2 separate regions of the Rattus norvegicus genome follow, and region 2 is linked to region 1. A link is a contact called in public Hi-C data. All regions are on one chromosome and are shown on one strand. Each heading gives the region's core, a stretch centred on a gene start, on an enhancer-like site or on the middle of the called end of the contact. The rest is flanking DNA. Distances are from core to core; before and after follow the strand shown. Region 1 overlaps Tbc1d2b (TBC1 domain family, member 2B). Region 2 holds the start of Tbc1d2b (TBC1 domain family, member 2B).

Region 1 (5,267 bases), core at 1,732-4,231:
ATACGGGGAACATTCTCCTCCACACAGCCGCAGATGCCCATTGTAACTGTTCTTGCATTATACGATTGAATCGTTTAGTAATTCCTTAAGATATAGGAGATTTACTTTCCACTAAAAATGAGTTAGATGCTTAGGGGAAAACTGATAAAGGTGGCCATGCCACTAAAATATTGTTGAGGGACAGTAGGTGACATGGTTATGAGGAATTAGAAGAAGACTTGTTGAAAGCCTTTAAGATTCTCGTCTTATATTGTAAGTGTGTGTCCTTACTTCCTTAAGAGCAGCAGCAGCAGAACAGGATTAGAGAAGTCGGGTGGCATCGCACAAGTGTGGTTTATCCTGGCAAGCAGACGGTAGCCCGTAGCCCTGGCAGGCAGGCCCACTTCTACACTCGTGCTTAGGCACCCCTGTTGCAGCTGTAGTTACTTTTACTTGGTTTCCTGCTTTGATGACTTTGTCGTTTAACCCACCCACCATTCAGACCACGCCAGGTACAGGAGCTAGACCTCGTATGGCATTCCAGGTGGCATTCTGAATAACCACTGCCTCACAGGGTCTGACTGATGGTCAGTGCTCGGCCACGGTGCCTAGAGGATGCAGTGCTACAGACATTGCTGCTCTTGGCATTGCTCTGACTCTTTGAGGCCATAAATATAGTGAGTTTTCCCTTCATGTCAGGTGAACACACACACACACACACACACACACACACACACACACACACACACACACACACTCTGCCTCCCAGATGAATGGGAAGGCTGAACTTGCTAGAAACCTTTTTCTATTGCTGACTATTTCCTAGCCCTTCATTTCTGCTCTCCTCATGACCCCTCAAGCCTGGTAGCAACGTCACTTGTATGCGTGACTGAGATTCCCAAGAATCTACTGGTTTTGTCATCTAGGCCTATGCCTGGTGGTGACTCAATTCTTTCAGAGCCCCATTTCAAGGAAAAGGCAACCTCAGCCCTAACCAGTACCCAGATATCTGGTTCATTTGGGGAAGTCATTCATGTGTGTGGCTGGGTGGTACTTGTTTATATTTTCCTCATTTTAAGGCATAGCTCAGCCTGTGCCAAGACATTTGAGGCTTGTAGTCACGTTGGTGTTTTCAGAGCCAGATCTTCTAGAGGGGAACCACAGGGAAGGTGGTGGAAGAAGTTGGCCAGGCTGTATGTGTTGCTGTTGATGTCTAGTCTTTCCATCATGGTTGGAACCATGCACTTCCAAGGACCTGGTCACTATCAGGACTTCTTTAGCTTTAAAGAAATCATGGCTGGGGCTGGGGATTTAGCTCAGTGGTAGAGCGCTTACCTAGGAAGCGCAAGGCCCTGGGTTCGGTCCCCAGCTCCGAAAAAAAGAACCAAAAAAAAAAAAAAAAAAAAAAAAAAGAAATCATGGCTGTGGCTTGCAGACTGGAAGACCTTAACCATGGCTAGGATGGCATCTGACTCAGTATAGGAAACCGAGCCCCAAAGAGTGTCCATCTCTGCCCTTACCCAAGGCCATCAGGAATTCACTAATCCAAGTCTCACATTCTCTTTAGAGCTGGGAGCTATGGCAGGGAGAGCAGTCGTCCTCTTCTGTTGGTGCTGCTGGGTCTACTTGTTGCAGGAGCCAAGTTCTCCGTGTCCTGGATCAGCTCATTCTGCTCTCTTAGCCTTTCTGATGACAAGAAAGATAGCCTTTCTCATTGCCTCAGATAACCCAGCATGACCTCCCCAACTCAAGATTCGTCGTGTAATCCCAACAGCAGAGTTCCATTCCTGGGATTCAGATATGCACATCATGGGCAGTGGGCATTGTTTATCCCACCGCGGTGAGCTTTCCCTTAGCTAGCACGCTCACCTGGCTTGAGTGCTGCCACCCACTAGCTTCACTCAGTCTGTCCTTTTTCCTAGTCATGTGTTTCTACTTGATGGTGAAAGGCAGGCGTGCTTGTAAAGAGAGAAGCCTGCTCCTTCTCAAGGGCTTAAACAGAAAGAAAAAAAAAGAAGCCTTTTTAAGTCCCTATTCAAGAGGTAGCTTCTAGAAATGGAATTGTATATGTAAGCACCCCGGAATTCTCTTTGCCTGTTAAAGACCCTACATTACCCACTGTCTCGTGCCTTAGCGCTTGCCTGACTTTCCCCTGGATGTGCTTCTCTGTCCACCAAGTCATGAGGCCCACTTTCACCAGGACTGTGCTCTCAGCTGCAGTGAGAGGCTCGGCAGCAACGGGGTGTGGATGACAGCTTCATGATTCCTAGAGCTGAGACACTGTATAGCCTGGAGCGACCTAACTCGGTAGCTCTGTTGGGGCTGGTCCACAGAGTTCATCTGCATGGCTGGCCCTAGTTTATTCCATCTGTTCCCCAACTGTGGTATCTGCTCATCACTTCAGAGGAGGCATTGCTAGTCACTCTGTCTCGGGGAGGAAGGCATCAGTGAGAGGCTACACCTTGCTTTGTTTTTCTGACCTCGGTCTAAGGGAAGGGAGCTGAGTACTGCCTCTGGGATCGCCTGCTCCCCTGCTGCCTCCAGCCTTCTGTAAGTCCAAGCTCACATTAGCCCAGCCTCTCACCACTGAGGAGTTCAGGTGCTGGCCACAGTGTGGCTGTACAGGCAGCTTGAGAAGTTAAAGGCTCTGGAGAGACTTGATGGGACCTTTCTAAACACTTCCCTCAACTTCCAGTGTCCACTTGCTCATGCTTACAGTGAGTATTTGAGTATAAAAATACGGTTTGGGGGTTGGGGATTTAGCTCAGTGGTAGAGCGCTTGCCTAGCAAGCGCAAGGCCCTGGGTTCGGTCCCCAGCTCCGAAAAAAAGAAAAAAAAATACAGTTTGAGTTAATTTAAATTATATTTATTTATTTTGGAAAGTGTGGCACAGTGTGTTGCACAATGAAGAATTGGGTTCTGCCAAGAACACACTCACCCAGGGCTTGATTAAATATACTTCAACTGAAAGAGGGTTCACTTTGAAACCAATCTCATTTCTCCATTGCCCAAGCCTTGGCAGTTGACACAGCACCCTAGGCTGTCCCTCAGCTGTCCTTCAGCTGCAGGGGTTTGCAACAGCCTGGAAACAAGCCCTGCTGGGGAAGCAGATGACAGGGAAGTTAGTTATTGAAACTGCCTTTCTTCCCGCCTGGGCTGAGTTCGGGTCTTCTCTGGTTTCTCCTTTTTTTGTTGACTCTAAGAGCAGGAGCGGTAGGCAGAGCTCACTCCTTCCGAGCACGCTCCTCACTGGCAGTGTGTTCCACAACCGTTCCCAAGGAGGGAGGGCACAAGAGCACATTCTGGAGCCATGCCAAGTGGCAAGGAGATTCTAACGCCTGAAACATGTCATAGGAGAGCAGGACACAAGGAGTTCAGGCCTGGAAAATGTCCCTCGAACTGTTGGGGGCAGGTTCACAGGGGCTGGGAATGTGCAGGGGCAGATGAAGCACTTGTGAGACTTCCTTCTCTTCCAGAGCAACTATTTTGAAATCATATTCTCCACAGTTTTGAGATGTTGTGAAACCAGAATTCACTAAGACACTATAGCGTGCTCTTTTAGGTTTCCCCGGATGTTGACAGAGCCACTCCGCACAGAGCCAGGCAGCAGAAGAGATTAGGCTGTGAGTAACATGGAGCGCTTACTCTGTTTACCGCCGGTGGTTTCAGTACTTAGTAAGAAACCAGCTGCCAGGACTCAGACAAGTGTAATCACCGAGTTCTAGGAACTCAACGTTAAAGCTACATGTGTGTGTGCTTGCATGCGTGTGTGCACGCAAAGCAATGCCTTCACATAGTTTGCCAGCAGGATGAGAACCTATGTGTGCTATATAGTTTCTTTTTGTTCCCCTAAAACCTTCTATAACTTTAGTATAATTCATATACAAGGGAGTAAACCATGCTTTTAAAAACACAAGTATTGGGAGGTAGAAGCAGGCAGGTCTCTGAGTTTGAAGCCAGCCTGGCCTACAAAGGAGTTCCAGGATAACCAAAGCTATATAAAGCACAAATGTTAAGGAACTTGATGACTCAATGAATAAGCATGAGGCCCTGATTGTGGATCCCCAGTACCCATGTAAAAGCCAAGCATTAGGGTACCATCTGTAACCCCAGTCCTGGGGAGGAGCTCCTAAAAGCTTTCTGGCCAGCCAATCTAGCTAACACAGTGAGTGCCAGGCTCAGCAAGACCTTTTATCAAAAATAACGTGGAAAGGGCTAATGAGATTACTGCCGAGCAGACAGATGTGCCCACCACCAAGACTGATTACCGGAGACCTGGAAACCTGTCCTCTGGCTTCCTCCACGCATGCACCGTGGTGCACATCCCTCCTGCCCCCTCCTCCCAGTAAATAAGCAAAATGCTTATTTAATGAGTACGACTTATTTGTGTGTATGTATACTTGTGTAGTGCATGTATGCCTGGTGCCACAGAGAACAGGCATCATAACTCCTAGAACTGAAGTTACAGGCAGTTGGAAGCAGCCAGTGGAGTTTGTTGGGAATCACACCCAGGTCCTCTGCAAGAGCAGGTGCTCATAACCACTGAGCCATCTCTCTAGCCAAAAAAAAAAAAAAAAAAAAAAAAATTGAATTGAATTGAATTGAATTGAATTGAATTGAATTGAATTGGAGAAAGATACTTGATCCTGACACCTGGTCTTCACCGATGCATGCACAGGAAACCACAACTGCACATAATGTGCACACACACATAGCAATGAACACTAGAAAGAAATAAAGTACTGAGCTATAACTACTTCATACAACGGTGCCATCTGACTAGTTCAGACTAGAGACTCTCTAGTTTTCCTGCTCACCTTCAATCTGCCTCAGCAAACATCAGTGATGCATGGGTTTCTCTCCTGGTTTAGCAGCCATACTGAGGTGTGGCTTGCCTGTTAGACTCACTTATTTTAGGTGTACAGGCTGAGAAATGTTAGAAAATTACACCCCACATGTACTGCACATGTCAGAGCACATGCCTGTAATCCTAGCAGTTGGGAGGCAGAAGCACGCAAATCTCAGAAAGCTTGAAGCCAGCTTGGTCTGTCTGTCCATTCTGGGCCAGCAAGGGCTATATGCATAGTGAGACGGTTTCAGATGGTGGGACGGGAGGGAGAGAGGATACGTGTGTGTATTCCCTCATGGGCCCTCCCTTTATCCCTGACCTCGGGCATCCTCCAAGCTGCTTTCTTTAACTGTAGCGGTGTTTTGGTAAGAATTTAAAATAAATGAGCCCTTGTGGCCTGTGGCCAGTTATATTCATCATTTACTTGACATAACTCTTC
Region 2 (5,267 bases), core at 839-3,338, 36 kb before region 1:
ACAGCCTTCTCCACAAGCCAATTAGTCATAGGCCTTGTATCCACCGAGGGAGGCTCAAATTTGAACTTAGTTCCCCTCACTCCCTGGGGCAACTCAGCTGGCACGAAGCACGGAGGTCTTTAGCCTAACATGCATGTAGACCAGTAGGACCGATAGATTCCCCTCTCAGAATCTGCTTACCAGGGAAGAAGCAACACTAAGGGCCCCATCCAAATGCAGTCATAATAACAATGGCAGTAAATAAAGGACTACAGCAAAGGGAGGTTAAATAGCCTGACCTAAGATCCAACTGGGCAGTCTACTTTGGTGACCTTGTCTTTTTCCAGTGTGTGTGTGTGTGTGTGTGTGTGTGTGTGTGTGTGTGTGTGGCGGGCACCTGTGCATTTAAAATATGCAAGAGGGGTGCAAAGGGCTGGAGAGATAGATGGCTTTGCAGTTAGAAGCACTAGTCCCTCTTGAAATGGCTTTGGGTTTGGTTTTCAGCACCCACGTTAACACGCGACTATCTGTAACTCCCGATCTATGGGATCAGGCACTTCTTCTAGTGGTGTTTTTGATATGTCCTCACAAACATAACTAGAATGTCTATCTCTCTATGGGAAAGGTGAGCTTCATACTCATTGTGCCTTCAGCCTGGACTGCTGTCCCCCTCATCAGTCTCTAGTTACCTCCCCCCTCCCATCGTGTAGGGATCCATCTTCCTTGGCAAACTCCATCCTCATACTTTGTTCTGTTTGTTTTTTTAAAGCACTGAAAAACATCTTGTGAGGTTGTTGTTCTGGGGATTCCAATAAATTAATACAGGAAATACCGGGAAGCTGGGTGGGGCTAGCACATTCCTGTAATCCTAGCACTTTGGAGGTGGAGACAGGAAGATAGCCAAGGCTCATTACCAGCCGAGGCTACACAGAAATCGTCTCAATCCTACACTCCCAACACCCTCAGGTAATCACTGGTAAGTGATATCTTAGTTAGGGCTCTATTGCTGTGATACAGAACCATGACCAAAAGCATTTTAGGAAGAAAAGGTTTTGTTGTTGTTGGGATTTGTTTGTTTGTTTGTTTTTTCACTTCACAAATTATAGTACATCTCTGAGGGAAGTCAGGGCAGAAACTCGAGTCAGGAACCTGGAAGCAGGAACCATGGAGAACGAGCTCCTCACTGTTTGTCTTTCATGACTTTCCCTTCAGTTGCCCAAGCCTGTTTTCTTTCTTCATCCAGCACCAACTGCCCAGGGGTGGCACCGCCCACAGTGGGCCTGACCCTCCCACACCAATCATCAATCAAGAAAATGTCCAGTAGACTTGCCTACAGGCCAATCCTATGGAGGCATTTTTTTCCAATTAAAATTCCTTCTTTCCAAAGGACTGTAGCTTGGGTCAAGATGACAAAATACTATCAGTACAGTGGTAATATTTTAAGCAGCAAATCCTTCTTTGCCGGTAATAAGAGCATCTGTGCAGCAAACAACTGTTTTGTTTCTTTGCCTTTTAAAATGTGTGCATTATTGTTCCTCTTTATTCGAGTATATTCTCCATGAGGCCAGAAAGTCACTGCCAAGTATCCAGTGATTGAATCCTACACAGAACGCCTTCCATAAATATTTGTTTTCATTCAATGAACAAACCAGGATGCAGAGAGGCAGTAAATACTTTGGCTTCCATCCACAAACTCAACAAATATTTACCGAACACCCACCCGTTCTGTACCAGGCAACTGGCGCTCTCATTTTCGTAGTATCAGCCTATGACCGGCTGGACATAGATTTTTAAAATCAAAGCTTATTCGGAGTTCAGGGCAGTGTTAAGTAGACTTTCCATAGTTTTTGAGAAACCCTTTCGTGGAATCCACGCTCACATAAAGAAACAGAACGTAGCTTCCCGGGCTAGGGCGGAGCTTGAACGCCCCCCATACCCCCCATCCCACTCCACCCCCCCAAAAAAAATTAGTAGAGGCCAGTTGGAGCAAGCCTGGATCATTAAAAAATCCAGGCTTCCCACGCTGTGGGGGCGCGGCGGGGGCGGGACTACAAGTCCCAGGCTGCTCAGCGCGATACGGCCCTGCGGAGGGCGCGGCGCGGGGAGGTGGGCGCTGCGGCGGCGGCCCGGAGGCGCGGGGCGCGAACGCGGGCGCGGGCGCCGGCGGCGGGCCATGCCAGGGGCCGGGGCTGGCGCGGAGGAGAGCTGCAGTGGTGGAGAGGGAGTGGTGCCGGGAACAGGCTCGGAGGCTGGAGCGGTGGCGGGACGGGAGCCCTCGCGGCTGTGCGGCTACTTGCAGAAGCTCTCGGGTAAGGGCCCGCTGCGCGGCTACCGCAGCCGCTGGTTCGTGTTTGACTCGCGCCGCTGCTACCTCTACTACTTCAAGAGCCCGCAGGACGCTCTACCGCTCGGCCACCTAGACATCGCCGACGCCTGCTTCAGCTACCAGGGCCGCGATGAGGCTGCGGAGCCAGGAGCCGATCCGCCCACGCACTTCCAGGTGCACAGCGCCGGTGTGGTCACGGTGCTCAAGGTAGGGCGATCGCGCCCCGGTGCCCACTTGTATCCCGCCTGCAGATTTTCCCCCTCTACCTTCCTTCCTTGCCCCAAAGGCCTCCTCTTATCCTGCCCAAGCCTCTCTTCGCCACTGCCAACTCTGATTCCTTCCTCATTCTTATCTTTTGCCCTTTACCTGTGCTTGGACTATGAGGCTCAGGCAGGTTTGGGAGTTACTAGGCTAATCTTTGACACTTTGACCCATTGCCTCCCAGTGCACCTTTCCTTGGATCGCTCTCGCGTCCATGCTCACCATCTCTTAGATGCTCTGCGAGTCCCTCCCACAGTAGCAGGCTTCCACCCTCCATCCCTGACTTTTTAACTCCTTCTGTGACCTTGGATATGCCCTTTGACTGACCCCTCTGTGCTTCAGCTACCCGCACTGTGAAGTGGGAACAACAATAATATAAGGGTGTTGGGATTAAGTGGTTAACACTCTAAAGTGTTCAGTAAATGTGGCCCGTTTAGTGCTATACCCAGAGGCAAGTGATAGCAGGGCCCCTGGAAACAATTTACCACGGCTCCCCTCTAGAGAGGTCAGGGATGCTCCAGCAGTACCCATTCTGGCTGTTTTCTTGCTTCTTGGGAAAGATGGGAGGGGTTGCTTCAGCTTATGGGAGGCTTCCTTAGGTTTCCCCAGAGAGACTGAGTCTTAGAGACTTGGCAGTTGTCACCAGCCCTGAGACAGCATTTCCCGGTTGCTGGGAGTTCTAAAGGCCTGGACCTTGACATCTCCTAGGAATTATTGTGTTTGGAGCACCCAAGGGTCTGGGCCCTGGCCTAGAGCTGGGCTGCCTCTCACTCTAGGCCTTGCTCCCTGCTTGGTTCCCTGAGTCTCCACCCTCTCTTTTTCTGGCTTCTCTTCCGTATTGCAAGCTGGGCTTTCTCCAGGGCTGGGCTTGAAGTATCAGCCCTCTCAGAGCTAGCCAAGTAGAGAGCAGCGTGGCCTTGTGAGCATGCAACTGTTCCTGAGATCTGCACAATGTGCAGCAGCTGGGGCCATTCCCTCAAGCCATTTCTTGGAGCTTTGTCTTACTCAGCAGAGTCTGAATGGGGTCGGGGAGGGGGAGACGGGGAGACATGGTGGTTTGGGCCCCTCTCTCCGCCTGCTCTCTGAGCAGATGCATAAAATGTTTCTTTAAAGGAAGCTAAGCAGGCCTGCAGTTCAACTTGAGGTAACTCAGTGTCTGTGTAAACTTGGGACTGGCTCCCAGAGTGTCCACAGGGAGTTTTGTCAGAAGCAGATGCTTGTCCTCTGTGTACATGTGAACAGTGGTGAATTTCCGGTGGAATTGCTTGTTAAAAAAGAAAACTGAGCTTCCTGTTTCAGATTTTCTCAGATAACTTTAGAACTCTCTCCCTACCAGTTCTTTCATTTTTAAAACATCTAAACAATGGCAGTATCTGCCTAAGAGGAGTTACAGTGTTTAATGAGTGTGGCTTTGGACTTGGATGGATTTGAACTTGCAGCCTGAGTCATGGATCATGTGTATTGGACACATTTTATCACTTCTCTGTCTAGTTCCTGCTTTGGTCTAATGTGAACTTTACCTTCCTCCTTGAATGGCAGTGAGAATAGAAAACATTCTTGGATGGCTGCCAGGGCTCTAGAAAACATTATGGAAAATGGCTGGTACATTGTAAGCACTACCTGGCAGACATTTAAAACATCAGGCACTGTCTTTGGCCAAATATATTGTATAGTCTGTTGAATTAAATATGAATTGGGTACTACTACAACAGTCATTGCAGTCCTATAGCGGAATGGTATGGGTAGTAAACAGGAAACTGAACTGCATGTGTCAATCTGTATGCTTGTCACAAATGTAAAACTGAGCAAGAAATTAGTTTCAGGATGATACCGTTTAGGTGAGGACTAAGAAGTTTGTCTGGAGTGACATCCATACACCTGGATCTGTGCTGTGCCCTGCAGGCAGTTGGGAAGCTATGTCACAGTGACAAGCTCTGGTTTCAGGGTGGTAGATATCTCTGATAGGATAGGATTATGGAAGGGGATGGATACCCTTGGGCTTCTAACTCTGGTTCTGCAAGGCTTCTCACCTTAGGCCGGGTCATAGCTGTACCAGGGTTGGTTGTGCTTTTCAACGCATCCTTTTGTAGCTCTGGCCAGCCTTAAACTGGCAGCTTAAGTACCTCTGTCCCCTGAGAGCTCAGATTAAGGGTGTGTGCCACCACCACCGGTTTAGATTTAAACTTTTTTTTATTTTATATATATGAGTGTATGTATTTGTCCTGGTTCCTGCAGGGGCCAGAGAGGATACCTGAAACCTGGAGTTACTTGCAGTTGTGAGCTGTGGAGTGGGTGGGAACTGAACCTGGGTCCTTTGTAAAGGCAAGTGTTCTTTAGGTATTAGCCATCTCTCTGGCCCCTGATACTGTTTTGTTTTGCCTTTTTAAGAGGGGAAGGGAGACACGGTCACATGGTTACTGACTTACCTGATTTTCATTCAGAATTTCACAGGCTTCATGAATATTCATGCAGAACTTTTTTAAAAAACTTATTTTTATTTTATACCTACATTTATGGAAGTGTGTCATGTGTGCTGTTCCCGTGTAAACCAGAAGACTTAATCAGATCTCCTGGAAGCAGAGTTACAGACGTTTGGGAAGAAGCACCAGGTGGTTACTGGGAACTGAACCCTGGTCCTCTGGAAGAGCAGCCAGTGCTCTTAACCACTGAACCATCTCTCCGGCCCTCATGCAAGACAGTT

Evidence for each region. A called contact is a pair of places that touch in the nucleus more often than the background predicts.
Region 2: a contact with region 1 is called in a Hi-C map of psoas muscle, with 1.7 times the contacts expected there. The contact joins the promoter of Tbc1d2b here to the enhancer-like site in region 1. A contact is called at or near these places in 2 of 12 Hi-C or Micro-C datasets (mammary epithelial cells and psoas muscle).

Annotation. Positions count from the first base shown.
Region 1 is chr8:99,656,300-99,661,566 of GRCr8, reverse strand. All of the region lies in intron 3 of Tbc1d2b (TBC1 domain family, member 2B), which reads left to right. Among named protein-coding and RNA genes, the nearest start is that of Tbc1d2b, 36 kb to the left of the region's middle. Within about 2 kb of position 2,981, at least 13 of the 93 cell types and tissues checked have an H3K27ac peak or open chromatin away from gene starts, as enhancers often do.
Region 2 is chr8:99,691,458-99,696,724 of GRCr8, reverse strand. It overlaps Tbc1d2b (TBC1 domain family, member 2B), which reads left to right and starts at 2,088. Exons shown (of 13, transcript NM_001413794.1): 1 at 2,088-2,512. The coding sequence starts at 2,153.